Linked DNA regions of Canis lupus: region 1 is linked to region 2. The links are chromatin contacts, called in public Hi-C maps. All regions are on one chromosome and are shown on one strand. The core of a region is the stretch at or near the end of the contact, and the rest is flanking DNA. Distances in the headings are between cores, read along the strand shown.

Region 1 (7,268 bases), core at 2,200-4,699, 160 kb after region 2:
AAAGAATCCACTTCTAAGATCATTCAGGTTATTGGCAGAAACCAGTTCCTTGCAGTTGTAGGTCTGATGTCCTCACTTTCTTGCTGGCTATTAGCCAGGAACTACTCTTAGCTTGTAGAGACTCCCTGCATTCCTTAGCATGTGGTCCCCCCTCATTTTCTTTTTTCTTTCCCCCACCCCCTCATTTTCAAGCACAAGCACATTCACATCTTGTGGCTTGAAGTTACTTTGTGCTACCAGCTGGAAAAAAAAGTTCTGCTTTTAAAGATTTCACCTGATTAGGCTAGCCCATTCAGATAATTGTATCTCAAGGTCAACTAACTTGGGAGTGCTGGTGGGGGAAGGGGCATCAGTTCTAGAAGTCTGTCTACCAGGGCGCCGGGGTGGCTCAGTCAGTTAAGAGTCTGCCTTTGGCTCAGGTCATGATCCCAGGGCTCTGGGAATGAGCCCCGCATTGGGCTCCCTGCCCAGTGAGGAGGCTGCTTCTCCCTCTGCCACAACCTCCAGGTCGTGCTCTTTCTCTCGCTCTGTTCTCTCTCATAAATAAAAACAAATAAATTCTTTAAAAAAAAAAAATAGAAGTTTGCCTACAACACCCTAAAATAATTTCCTACTCAGAATAAAAAGGCAAGGCACTTAGGAGGGTCAACATGACTTGCATCACCTGCTACCCACCAATCCCCATGCATGTCCTATTACTTCTCTGATGTTATTTCCTGCTCTTCTTCCCCTGGCTTATTCTGTTCACTCACACTAGCCTTCTTGCTGTTGCTTGAACATGCCAGACATACTCCCAACCTGGGATCTATGTCTGGAGTACTCTTCTCTCAGATATCTATCTAATTTGTTATCTCCTGTATCTCCAAGACTGCTCATTTCCACTTTTTTATTTTTTTAAGAGAGCATGAGAATGCGCAAATGGGGAGGGCCAGAGGGAGAAGAGAATTTTTTTTTTAAGATTTTATTTATTTATTCATGAGAGACACACAGAGAGAGAGAGAGAGGCAGAGACACAGGCAGAGGGAGAAGCAGGCTCCATGCAGGGATCCCAGGTCTCTAGGATCAGGCCCTGGGCTGAAGGCTAAACCGCTGAGCCACCTGGGCTGCCCTAGGGAGAAGAGAATCTTAAATAGGCTCCATGCTCAGCCTGGAGCCCAAGGTGGGGCTTGATCTCACAATCCTGAGATCATGACCTGAACAGAAATCAAGAGTTGGACACTTAACCGACTGAGCCATCCAAGTGCCCTGAAACTTCCACCTTCTCAATGAGACCATATCTAATCACACTATTTAATACTATAATCTGTATTCTCACTCCTGGCACTATTTCCCTTACCTTGTTCTATTTTTATTTTTTTCTATTTTGCACTTAGCACCTTTGTATACTATATACTTTGCTTATTTATGTTTAATGTCTATCCCTCTTTGCCAGAATTAAGCTCCTCAAGGATAAGTATCTGTGCCTATTTTCTATTCACTAATGTATTTTCTTTCTTTCCTTCCTTCCTCTCAAGTAAGCTCTACTGCCCAATGTGGGGCTTAACCTCACGACCCTTAGATCAAGAGTCATATGTTCTACCTCCTGAGCCAGCCAGGCACCCCTCACTGATGTATTTTTTGTTCATTAAGCATCTAGCACAGTGGCTGGCACAACAGGTGGCCAATAAAAATTCACTGAAGTTTTGGGAAACTCTTGCTTTAATTTTCTATATATGGTTGTACATACTAGGTTGTGATATAAAATAGTATTACTTACTACAGAGGGTAGTCAAGAGAGTGAAAAATACTGGGGTTAGACTACATGACTTCTAAAGTCCTTTCTCTTTTTTTTTTTCCCCCTAAAGTCCTTTCTCAATTTGAGCACTTATAACTTTCTATGTGTAGCTAGTAAATGCCCACTATATCTTTTGGGAAATGGCAAAGTTCACAGCCTAGTTTCTAGAGCAAAGCATTGATTATTGAAACATAACACTGACACCAAAAAAAACTATTAGCATTCTTGCCTGCTCTGTAATAGTAGCTTAGGAAAAACTGGAAACAGCAAGAACTGCTGAATGCTCCAAAATATAAAAATCTGAACTTAATCGTTCCATGAAAACGAGATAGAATTTAAGAGCATATGATAAAAGAGAACATTTTCTAGATCAAAATTTCCCCCGTTAAAGCTTTCACTCACTGAAGAAGCGAAGAAGAGTGAAGAAAGATATCCCTTAAAGCGTCTGCCGTAGCAATTGTGTCCTGAATGGACTTCGGGAGCAAAGACCACTTCTGAAATACATATGATTTCCACTCATCCACAGGCAGATCCATTTTACTTTAGGTCTATAAAATAAATAAGAAAATAAGGAATTCAGATTTCTACAAATGCACAATTCTAGGGGAAAAAAAAAATCAACCTTTCACTCCAGCAAACATGAAGCAACAAAATCAATTCTTGTGGTCTTTTTCCATAGTTTACATGCTGAGGATCTATTTTGTCTCACACCTATTCACCGAAAATCCTTTTATTCAGAAATATTTACTGAAGGCCTAGTTTGTTCCACGCACCATGCTTGCCTCAGACCTCCATCTTCCCAAGCTGTTCAAGTCAGACATCACAGATTTTTCTCTCTCTCCACCTACTACTTAATTAACAAATGTATCTCTTACACAGCTGTTTTTTCTTTCAATCCCCAGATCATTCAATTCATCTTCCACATTGAGACAGATGTAGGTCCTCTGACTTAAAGCTCCTCCAAGCTTTTGGGGAAGCCCTGTACAAATCCTTCACTATTCGACCCCTGGGCTCATTTTCTAAGGCCCAAGTCTCACGTCTTCTTCTGTACCCTATTATTCTGAGCTACTTAAAGCTATCCCCAACTTGCCAGGCTATTTGCCTCTCTAGTTGTTGCATAGGCCATGCCATCCTTCTGGTAGCATCCCTATCCTCACTTAAGCGTCCACTCGGCAAATCTGCACACACCCCCTTCAAGACCCACTTCAAATAGCACCTCCTCCAGGAAGCCTTCCCTGATTTTCCATCTGCGAGCACGGAACACTTTATGTCTCCTCTGAGGCCCATATCATGTCTACATTGAGTTAAGGCTACTCACTGCGGTAACTCCCTCGACAGACTACGCTTTCTCCCGAGGGCGGCGATCGGATCCTATTTACCTTAGGAAAAGCCCCGATGGGCCAAGCTCGGGGTTTAGCAACGGGGGGAGCTCGGCGTTTCGGTTGCTGAAGTAATCAGGTTGGTGCTTTGACTACCGTTGGCAGCACAGTCATCAGGGAACAGCTCTCTCTTCTGGGCGACCAGTAGGCCTGTCAGCCAAAGGCCGAGCCAAGTTTTTTTTCCGAGACGCGTCTCGGAAAGCTTCCGGGACTAGACCGAGGGCCCAGAGCAAGAGCTAGCGTCATCCTTGGCGCGACCCACGCCCCGGCCCCGCCCCCTGGCGCAGCCGTCGGGTGACTAGGGCCTCAGCCTGGGCTCCCGCGTGTCACGTGGCTGCTCGCAGCGCCTCGGCCAATGGGGCGGCTGCCCCGCCACTAAGCCCGCCCCCGTGCCTTGCGCATGTCAGTAGGCGGGGGTGGTGCCTGCAGCTCCTTGGCCCAATAGCTTTGGAGCGCGCGGGGCCCCAGGAGGGAAGTGGGGTCTGCTGACGAGCTGGAGCGCGGGAGTTTGCGCGGCGGAGTCATGGTGGGCCACCTGAGCGAGGGGGCCATTGCGGTGAGGAGACGCCTGCGGACCGGCAGGCCGGGGTGGCTGGGGACCCTGGGGTTGTGGGGGTGGGAAAGGGAGAAGGGGGGCTGGAGGCGATGGGGAGAGAACGCGGGAGAAGATAAAAGGGGTGGGGGAGACCGTCGAGTGACTCCCCAGAATCATCACCGTCTCCGAGAATTTCTACTGTCGTCTTTGAAACATGCCCATGTTTTTTCTACTTAAGAGAAGGAAGCAAAATTAACTCGATGGTCCCGCGTCTCCCTCCTCCGGCCACGCTGTCTCCTCCCTGTCCCCCATCCACAGCCAAACTTCTCTAGAGTTGTCTGTTTTCAGCTCACCTCCCGTTAACAGACCCCGGTCCGTCGTTCCCTCGATCACGGTCGAAGGAACCCGGGCTGAAGTTAACGGTGCTTCCAAGTCGTTAAATCCAACAGACGCTTTTCCGTTTTTAGCTCTACCAGAGTTCTCAGCAGTGTTTGGGTGTGTTGAGCATTTCGTCTTTCTGATAACACTCCCTTCTCTGGGCTTCTATGGCTTGGTTTGGCTCGTCTTCCTCGTCTTATTGCAGGTCCCTCGTTGTACGTTTTTGGTTACTCAAGGTTATGTTCTGGGCCCTCTTTGACCAACACAGTCTCATTACCAACCGTATGTCAGTTGCTCGTAAATTTCTTTGTCCGGAGCCGCCTTTACTCTGAAAAATAAACCTCTATAGTGTGTCTGCCTGCCTGATACCTCAAAGGCATTTTTTATTTTATTTTTTTTAAAAAGGTTTTATTTATTCATTCATGAGAGACACACACACACACACACAGAGGTAGAGACACAGGCAGAGGGAAAAGCAGGCTCCATGCAGGGAGCCCGACACGGGACTCCATCCCGGGACTCTGGGATCACGCCCTGGGCCGAAAGCTAAAGCTATGAGCCACCCGGGCTGCCCGGCATTTTTTTTTTTTTTTTAAGATTTTATTTATTTATTTGAGAGAGAGAGACAGCGTGAACGGCGGGGGTGGGGGGGGGGGGAGAGAGAAGCAGACTCCCCACTGAGCAGGGAGCCTCACAGAGCTGGACCCCAGGACCCATCATCATCATGACCTGAGCCAAAGGCAGATGCTTAACAAACTGAGCCACCCAGGCGCCCCCTTAAAGGCATTTTAAATTTAACATGTCCCAAAGCAAATCTGTTATTTTACTATTTGGGCCTCTTGGTGTTCCCTATCTGGATGAATGGCACCATTATCCATTAAGATATGCTAGCCAGTAATTGTGGAATCATGCTAACTGCAAACTTCCATCACCTTAGATGTCCAGTCCATCACCAAGTCCAGTGTTTTAACTCCACACATATTTCTTAAATCCATCTGCTTCTCTTCTTCTACTCTAGCTCCATCATTCCTTGCCTGGACTACGGACTCCGCCTCTCCCCCGCCAAACACACCAATTCCATCACATACTCTCATTTGTTCTCTCTTCCTTTTATTTGTTTTTGTTCTTTAAATTTTTAATTTTGGTTTAGCTAATGTATAGTGTTCTGTTAGTTTCAGGTGTACAATATAGTAATTCAGCAATTCTATACATTACTCATTGCTCATGATGAAAATTGTACTCTTTAATCCCCTTCAACTGTTTCTCCCCTCCCCCTACTCACCTTCCCTCTAGTAACCATCAGTTTGTTCTCTATAGTTAAGAGTCTGTTTCTTGGTTTGTCTCTGTCTTCCTTTTTTTCCTTTGCTCATTTGTTTCTTAAATTCCATATATGTATGAAATCATGGGATTTGTCTCTTTGACTGACTTATTTTGCTTTGGATTATACTTTCTAGCTCCATTTATGTTGTTGGAAATGGGAAGATTTCATTCTTTTGCATGGCCAAATAATATTCTATTGCATAGGGATGCCTGGGTGGCTCAGTGGTTGAGCCTATGCCTTTGGCTCAGGTCATGATCCCAGGGTCCCCAGATCAAGTTCCACATTGGGTTCCCTGCAGAGAGCCTGCTTCTTCCTCTGACTATGTCTCTGCTTCTCTGTGTGTGTGTCTTTGATGAATAAATAAATAAAATCTTTAAATTAAAAAAAAATATTCAGGCACATGGGTGGGTCAGTGGTTGAGATAGCTTTTGGCTAGGGGGGTGATTCTGGGGTCCTGGGATCAAGTCCCACATCGGGCTCCCCATGGGGAGCCTGCTCCCCAGCACACTCTGCCTGTGTCTCTGCCTCTCTCATGAATTAATAAATCTTTTTTAAAAAGTTATATTGTATATGTGCAACCATCTTTATCCATTCATCTATCAATGGACACGTGGGCTGCTTCCATAATTTGGGTATTGTAAATAATGCTGCAATAAACATGGGATACATGGATCCTTTTGAATTAGTGTTTTCATAAATTTTGAGTACTCAGCAGTGCAATTAGTGAATCCAAAGTAGTTCTACTTTTATTTTTTTGAGGAACCCCAATACTATTTTTGCACCAGTTTCCATTCCCACTAGCAGTACACAAGGATTCCTTTTTCACGTCGTCCTTGTCAACACTTGTTTCTTGTGTTGATTTTAACCATTCTAAAAGGCATAAGGTGGTATCTCATTGTAGTTTTGAGTTGCATTTCCCTGATGATGAGTGGTATTGAACATTTTTTCATGTGTTGGCCATTTGTATGTCTTCTTTGGAGAAATGTCTGTCCATGTCCTCTGCCCATTTTTTAAATTGAATTGTGTTTGGGTGTTGAGTTGTAGCAGTTCTTCATATATTTTGGATACTTAGCCCTCATCAGATATGTCATTTGTCTTCTCATTCAGTAGGTTGTCTTTTAGTTTGTTTCCTTAGCTGTGCAGAAGCTTTTTATTTTTTATATTTTAAGGATTTTATTTATTTATTCATGAGAGAGACACACAGAGAGGCAAAGACATAGGCAGAGGGAGAAGCAAGCTCCATGCAGGAAGCCCAGTGTGGGACGCGATCCTGGGACTCTGGAATCACGCCCTGAGCCAAAGGCAGATAGATGCTCAACCACTGAGCCACCCAGGCATCCCAGAAACTTTTTATTTTGATGTAGTCCAGCAGTTTATTTTTGCTTTTATTTTCCTTGCCACAGGAGACATATCTAGAAAGATGTCGCTACTGCTGGTGTCAGAGAAATTACCTGCGCTGTCTTCTAGGATTTTTCTAGGATTTTTATGGTTTAGGTCTCACATTTAGGTCTTTAATCCATTTTGAGTTTATGTTTGTGTATGGTGAAAGAAAGTGGTCCAGTTTCATTCTTTTCCCAACACCATTTCTTGAAGAGACTTTTTCCCATTGTGTATTCTTTTCCTCCTTTGTTGAAGATTAATCATATAATTGGGCTTATTTCTGGGTTTTCTGTTTTGTTCTACTGATCTGTGTGCCAACACCATACTGTTTTGATTACTGTGGCTTTGTAATATAACCTGAAGTCTGGAATTGTGATGCCTCCGGTTTTGTTTTTCTTTTTCAAGATTGCTTTGGCTATTTGAGGTCTTTTGTTGTTCCTTATAAATGTTAGGATTATTCTAGTTCTGTGAAAAATGTTGGTATTTTGATAGGGATTGCAT
Region 2 (6,861 bases), core at 2,869-5,368:
AGATGAAAAGGAAAGCTGTGGTGAAGGCAGAGTGGGGGCTGTAGGGGCTGGTCTCAGTCTGGAGGGGGCAGGAAGATGTCCCAGGATACTGGGGACAGGCAAAAGTACAGGGTGAGAGTGGGAGCCACGTCTTTCCATTAGGTCATATTACCCAAGTGAGGCCCTAGCAGGAGAAGCTCCCCACCCACTAACAACCAACAAGACCCTGTGAGGAAACCTCAGCCTGCCCTTGGTCCTGGCAGAGCCAGGTAGGAGCAGACCAGTAACACACAGACATGGGACAGTTTCTGGGTATCATGGGCAGCTACTTTATTATATTAGCTCAGGTCATGCTCACACACCCTTGGGAGGTAGGTAGCTCTATTTTATGGATAAGAAAACTGAGATTCCAAGAGGAAGCACTTTTATCTGGCCCCTGAGGCTTGGCACAGAGATACAGGGAAGGCTGAGCTCTTCATCATGCCCTGGCTCAGGCCAGAACTGGGAAAGAGCCTGGGGAAGGCTGAGAAGGAAGGAGCCCTGTCTTCATTTGAGGCCACACATCCACCCATAGCCAGATTCCAAAGTCAGGTCTCTGGGGCTGCTGAGACCCCCAGAGAAAGCTGTTCATCAAGTGCAGAGCAGAGCCAGTCAGGAATTGAGGACTGTAGAGCTGCCCACAGGCCGCATATGGAGTTCCTGTAGAGCCTCCTCTTCTCCCCTTAGCTCACTGGGCACCGTGCTGGTCTGGGCTTCAGGGGCCTCTGTTTCACCCTGATAGGACAGGCCAAAGCTGGCAGGGAGAGAACCAAGAGGTACTTTGAACTTGGATGCCAGAGAGGTCAAGGATATGGGCTCAGGGCAGGGAGTGGTGAGAAAAGGGGATACAATAGGAAGAAAGGGCAGCATGAGGTATTGAGGAGGCCAAGGAGCCAGGGCCAATGGAGGGAGTGGCATGATTATAGCTCAGGACAGCAAGATGTCAGTGGAACAGGAAAGGGGAAAAGAACAAAGATGGGGCCCCTCCCTCACCCTTCCTCTTCCCCCAACATACAAACGCTGGATTCTGGATTCAGTGGGTGGAGGGTGGGCCCCCTTATTGCCAGACGGCAGGAGCCATGAGCTGTCTTCATCTTCACTGAGGCAGAGAAGAGAAGAGAAGAGAGGAGATGTGGGGATTGTTCATCAAGGCCCTGGGGACAACAGGAATCTAACTATGTTCAGACCTCTGCATAGTACCCAGGAACAGCCAAGGGATGATAGAGTGACTATGGGACCCCCAAGGCTGGAGAGAAGGAGGTGCTAGGGAGATGAAGGACATCTTGAGGCTTTTATTTTATAGCCTCAGAGCAGGCTCTGACATGGCTATAATTAAAGTCTTAACCCTTTGAAAACAAACAGATCCAGCCAAGACAGGAAAGTGAAAAATTAATGTGGAAAAGCAGTGTTACCAGATTTTTTCAGCAGAATGTATAGTGAGCATGGCAAGTGGGAACAGTGCAATCCAGAGAGAAGGGTGCAGGTTGGACAGCAGGCTCGGGGGGGGGGGGGGGGTGACCAGGCCAGAGTGGCAGGCTCAGGGAGTGACCAGGCCAGAGTGGTAGGCTCAGCAGGACAGGCTGGACAGCAGGTGCAGGGGTGACCAGGCCAGGTAAGCAGGTTTAAGAAGGGACTAGGCTAGGTGACAGGCTCAGGAATTTATGAAGCTAAGGTGGTAGGCCCAAGGGGTGATTAAGATGGGTTAGAGCATGACCAGGCTGAAGCATTAGGCTCAGCGGAAAGAGTGAGAAGGGGTTGGCTCAGTGGGAATGGAGGCAGGGACTTACCTGCTCTCTGCTTCCTCTGGGATCCCTAACATCTTGGCCTTGATCTTCTTCCGCTGCTTCTTGACAGCCACCTTCATGGCTTCAAGGAGAAGCCCAGGGACCCGGTGATCTGTGAGTAGCTCCCTACCCGAGGAGGAAAAGAGGCAGAGTAAGCAGCAGGAATGCCAGCAGTAGGTTTCATCCCAAGTACCTGTGCCTGACATTCTCCTTTTCTGAAATGTTCTGCCTTGCTGACATCCCTCAGACTTAGCTTAGGTGATGCCCCTAGGAATCTTTCACAGCTGCTGTGTTTTTTACTACCTCCTACCCCATTTGGAAGAAGTTCCAGGAAGGCAGGGGCTGTGTGACTCATGTCTTCCCAGTGTCCAGCACAGCACCTGCCATATATCATGATGGGTAGATCAGTGAACTAAGGAACGGAGCTGGTGATGTGAGGCCCAGGACAAGTGTGAGTGGAGCCCCTGAGCTTCCCAGCCCCTGCCTACCGCCCTCACCGCTGGAAGTAGGCCAACTCCTCCTTCAGCAGGAACACGTTGGCTTTGAGCTCATTCCGCTCCTGAAGGATCTGCTCGAGCTCCTCTCGACTGAAGCTGCACTGTCCTGCCTCGGAAGGGCGCCCTGGCTGCTGCAGGGCAGCCGCCTGCAGAGGGACAGGCTGGGTCAGAGGGGTGCCTCTGCCGGCGCCCCCCTTTCCCCGGGCCATCACAGGAATGCTAGAGGGAGCGACTGGCCGGGAGACTTGGGGAGGTAAGGGAGCTGCGACAGATGACGACAGCCCGGTGCTCTGGCCAGCGTGGGAGCAGGGACCGGCTGGAGACGCGCACTCGTGTGCCACCTACCAACTTCTTTTTTTTTTTTTTTTAAGATTTATTTATTTATGATATTATGATAGAGACACAGGAGGAGGGAGAAGCAGGCTCCATGCCGGGAGCCCGACGTGGGACTCGATCCCGGGACTCCAGGATCGCGCCCTGGGCCAAAGGCAGGCGCTAAACCGCTGAGCCACCCAGGGATCCCCCACCTACCAACTTCCTGATGGACCCGCTAGGCAGGACGACAAACCCAGCCCGAGTGCCCAAGTGCCAGACCTGTGAGGACTGCCATGGGCACTCACCTGGTCCTCAGGGGTCCCCGGAGCTCCAGCGTCGGCGGTTGCCCGCTCGGACCTCCGCCTCTGTGCGTCCCCGGCCCCCCCGGCACGGTCCCGCGCCGGCTCCACCGCCCCCTGGTGCGGTAGCTCCCGCTCTCCCTCGCGGTCCCTCGCGGAGCGCAGCTGGGTCTGCACCGCTGCCAGCTTGTGGCGCAGCTCCGCGTTCACCAGCAGGAGGCGCTGCAGCTGCTCCTGCAGCTGGGGGCGGAGTCAAAGAGGAGGTAGGCGGGGCGTCGGTGGGCCGGGTGGAGAGCCCCGCTCACGCCCATCGCCCCGCCCCGCCCCGCCCCGCCCTCACCGCCTCGGTCTCCTGGCTGCGTTGGAGCAGATCTCGGTTGTGCGCCCGGAGCTCGTCCCGCTGGCGGTCGGTCACCTCCTTGAGCTGCCTCAGGAGAGCCCGCTCCTCTGAGGAAGGGGCGTTCTTAGCAGCGGCCTGGGGAGGAGGCCCGGAGCCGCCCGCCCCGCCCCCTGGCGGTGCCCGCACTCACCCTGTGGGCCGGAGCGCAGCTCTCTGCGGAGGCGCTCGTTCTCCTCCCGCAGCCGCCGCAGCTCCACTTCGGCCTGCTGCGCTGACACCTGCAGCTGGGGAGTCCAGGCTGTGAGGGCGAGGCTCCCGCCAGCCCTGCGGGTGGCCAGGGGAAAGGGCGGCGACTCACTGAGTCTGGGTCCGGCCCTACGGCGGCCTTTTCCAGGAGCTCCAGCGCCCGCACCACCAGCGGCACCAGCCCGGCCGCCGCCTCCGGCCCGAAGCGGCGCGCCAGCTCCTTCAGCTCCGTGCCCAGGGCCCCCGCTAGATGGTACACGAGCTCCGCCGCCGTCCCTGACCCCGCGGCCACCCGAGGCCCGCAGCTGTGCACCCCAGGTACCGCCTTCCTGGGCTCCATGTCCCCAGAAAGTTAAAGGCCACGCCAACCTCCCTACCCCCACCCACAGCCCTAATTGGGGCAGGAAAAAGCCAAACAGTTCCGGCCCAGGAAGCAGTTTCGGGCAGTGGGGGGCGGGGAAGAAGCGACAGAGGAGGAGCAATGAAGAAAAAAGGTAAAGGCTTGAAGGCGGTTGTGCACTGGGCCCCCTGGGCTCTGTCCTGTTTGAGCCCCAAGGTCACAGGAAGCAAGGCTGCCGACTTCCAGCCAGGCGTCCAAGAGGTTGAGGTTCACGGCTCTAAGTGGTCACTTTTGTCAATCCCTCCCCACAGCGCGCAATCCAGGCTCCACCCCTGTCTCTGGAGTCATGAGGCCCAACTTGGCTGCCAAACACCACAGGCAAGAGGTGAGAGGTAGGAGGGCTGTCAGGCCTCTGCCAGGGACAGCCATCTGTCCAGCCAAGTGCCTGTTTTCCCAACCACCAGTGACACAAAGCCTAAGGGGCTATGCTGGGCACCACAGCTGTCGGGAAAAATTCACAAGCTTCTAGACTCAGAAAATGGCAGCAACTGCTCCAAAGGAGGCTGAAAAGAGTGATAGTTTGCAAATATTTTTAAGGGAAGTAGGCAGACGTGGTCAAGGCAGTAAGGGTGTTAAAACCCAACCCCACCTCTATTCCTTGAATCTACAAGTTTCTTGATCCACAGCCCCCGAGTAGGGAGGGGCCTCATGCCACTTTAAGACCGAGGCCACAGCCTCGGTGGCACAGGGGTTTAACACGGCTGCCTGCAGCCCAGGGTGTGATCCTCAAGACCTGGGATCGAGTCCCATGTCAGGCTTCCTGCATGGAGCCTGCCTCTCCCTCTGCCTGTGTCTCTCTCTATTGCTCATGAATAAAAAAAAATAAAAAATAAATTTTTTTTTAAAAAAGACCAAGGCCAGCATCTTGCTGTGAACAAGGCCAGCCTCCTGCCATCCCTACACCCAGAATTTGAGCTCAGGAGGAAAAAAACAACCTCAAAAACTCCTATTTATACAAAATTTATTATTACATTTTGCTCAGGACTACATGCCACGAGAGATCAATTACAAGAAGCACAAACAGGGAGAAAAGGAACCAAGCTGCTGAATGTCACCAGCTTCTTTTTGGGGTTTTGTAAAAGGCTCCAGTCTTGGGGAGTGTGAAGAAGGGGGAGGTGAGGAAACAACTAGGCATAGAGGTCTTCTCGGTCCGCAGAGTAGACCTCACCCTCTTGCAAGAGAGCGAAGTTGAGGAAGTGGGAAGGTCTGTGCACCTCGTGGTAGAACTCTTTAGGATTTGCCAGCTGCAGCTCATACTTCATGTTGGGATCATGCCGGACACCTAGGGTTAGAAGAAAGGGCCAGTGTTAAGCAGATGCACCTGCCTCACCCAGCCTGGGCCCTTGGGCCATCTTGGAACCAAGGCCCAAGTGCCAAGGGTGATGGCCTAACCCCAGTCCCAATTCCCTGTGCTCCTCAACTTACCCATAAAATTGTAGTTCCATGAGGACTGGGCAGGGACCATAAAAAAGCCAAGGAAGCGATCTGACAGCAGCATCTGGACCCTCTCGTAATGTGAGGGTAGATAGCCCTTGGGATTGTTGCCCTTATCTGTGTTCTGGCGACCCCATTCATAGCCACTGGGGGTCAGCTTATAGGCTGTCAATGTGCAGGAGCCTGGTGTGAAGCTGAAAGAAGATGAAGACAGAGTCTGCTCAGGCCACCATTCTAGGCCCTGTACTGCCATGCCTGCCCCACCATACTTCCAACCAAGGAGGCCCAAAGCTACCTGCAGGTGATGATAATGGTCTTCTCACCATCCCAGGATGGGTTATCAGCCATGATCTTAGCATGAGTGGTGACATCTTGGGGTGATAGCTGGGGGGACTCGTTGGGCTGAGTGTGGATCCATCCTAAGGGTTCCATCTCCTATAGGCAAGAGAGGTGAAAACTATCTGGAGCCCCATCCCCATCTGCAGACAAGAATCACCTCCATGAAAATTAACATGGCTGCCTTCCTCCCCCCATTTCAGCAGAAGAAAGCCCCCATTCTCCCACACCCCTGCTGACCTTGAGGTACTCGTGCTGGGGCAGCTGGCCAGGCAGGTGCACGGTTTGGTGAGTGCCCCACTGTGGTACCATCACAATGCAGCGGATCTCCTTCACCTGGGGGTTATCTGGTGGACTCACTCCATACAGGTATCCTGCAATCTAGAAACAAGAGGGTTAAGAACCAAAAGGATTCTTAGTACCACTCTATCTCTGGGCTGCCAGCCCTGTGTTTCAATTCCCTTCCTCACAAAGAATAGGCCAGAATGTGGTCAGAATCTCTTGCATCAGAATCACCTGCTGTGCTTTTTCAAAATGCTAAACATGGGCAGCCCGGGTGGCTCAGCGGTTTAGTGCCGCCTTCGGCCCAGGGCATGATCCTGGAGACCCAGGATGAAGTCCCATGTTGGGCTCCCTGCGTGGAGCCTGCTTCTCCCTCTGCCTGGGTCTCTGCCTCTCTCTCTGTCTCTCATGAATAAATAAATAAAATCTTAAAAAAAAAATTGCTGAACATGGACCTCATCTCTGACTTCCCACATCAGAATCTTGAGTGGGGTCCAGGAATCTGCATTGCTCACATTCCCTGGTTGATTTTTTTTATTTTTTATTTATTTATTTATTTTTTTTTTTGGAGGTTGATTTTTTTTTAATTTGAGAGAGAGTGAGCAAGAGAGCCTAAGAAAGGGAGTGGCAGAGGGAGACAGAAGTTCCCCACTGAGCAGAGAACCCAATGTGGAGCTTGATGCCAGGACCCTGTGATCATGACCCAAGGCAGACGCTTAACCGACTGAGCCACCCAGGAGCCCCTCCTCAGTTGATTAAGTATAGAGTCCATAAATAAATAAGCATACCAACACATGGTTCCTGAATTTTCACAAGCTGAACACATCTTTAAATCCACCACTAGGTGGTATTTTAAACTTTACACTGCCATCAACAAAGTAGAAGGATCTGTGTTCCTATAAAATCATGC

Evidence for each region. Hi-C and Micro-C count contacts between places; a contact is called where the count stands out from the background.
Region 1: a Hi-C map of blood shows a contact between it and region 2, with 2.0 times the contacts expected there. The contact joins the promoter of SMYD4 here to the promoter of RILP in region 2. A contact is called at or near these places in 2 of 9 Hi-C or Micro-C datasets (both in blood).

What each region holds. Positions count from the first base shown.
Region 1 is chr9:45,901,054-45,908,321 of UU_Cfam_GSD_1.0, forward strand. SMYD4 (SET and MYND domain-containing protein 4) reads right to left here and starts at 3,450. Exons shown (of 11, transcript XM_038548490.1): 1 at 3,093-3,450; 2 at 2,177-2,322. The coding sequence starts at 2,310. RPA1 (replication protein A 70 kDa DNA-binding subunit) reads left to right here and starts at 3,555. Exons shown (of 17, transcript XM_038548492.1): 1 at 3,555-3,709. The coding sequence starts at 3,677.
Region 2 is chr9:45,739,211-45,746,071 of UU_Cfam_GSD_1.0, forward strand. RILP (rab-interacting lysosomal protein) reads right to left here and starts at 4,119. Exons shown (of 8, transcript XR_005364761.1): 1 at 3,612-4,119; 2 at 3,444-3,537; 3 at 3,254-3,360; 4 at 2,920-3,153; 5 at 2,300-2,445; 6 at 1,806-1,928; 7 at 1,034-1,172; 8 at 285-772. It overlaps PRPF8 (pre-mRNA-processing-splicing factor 8), which reads right to left. Exons shown (of 42, transcript XM_038548477.1): 39 at 5,910-6,050; 40 at 5,629-5,768; 41 at 5,325-5,527; 42 at 4,844-5,181. The coding sequence ends at 5,027. It overlaps SCARF1 (scavenger receptor class F member 1), which reads right to left and starts at 267. Exons shown (of 11, transcript XM_038548472.1): 1 at 1-267. The coding sequence starts at 138.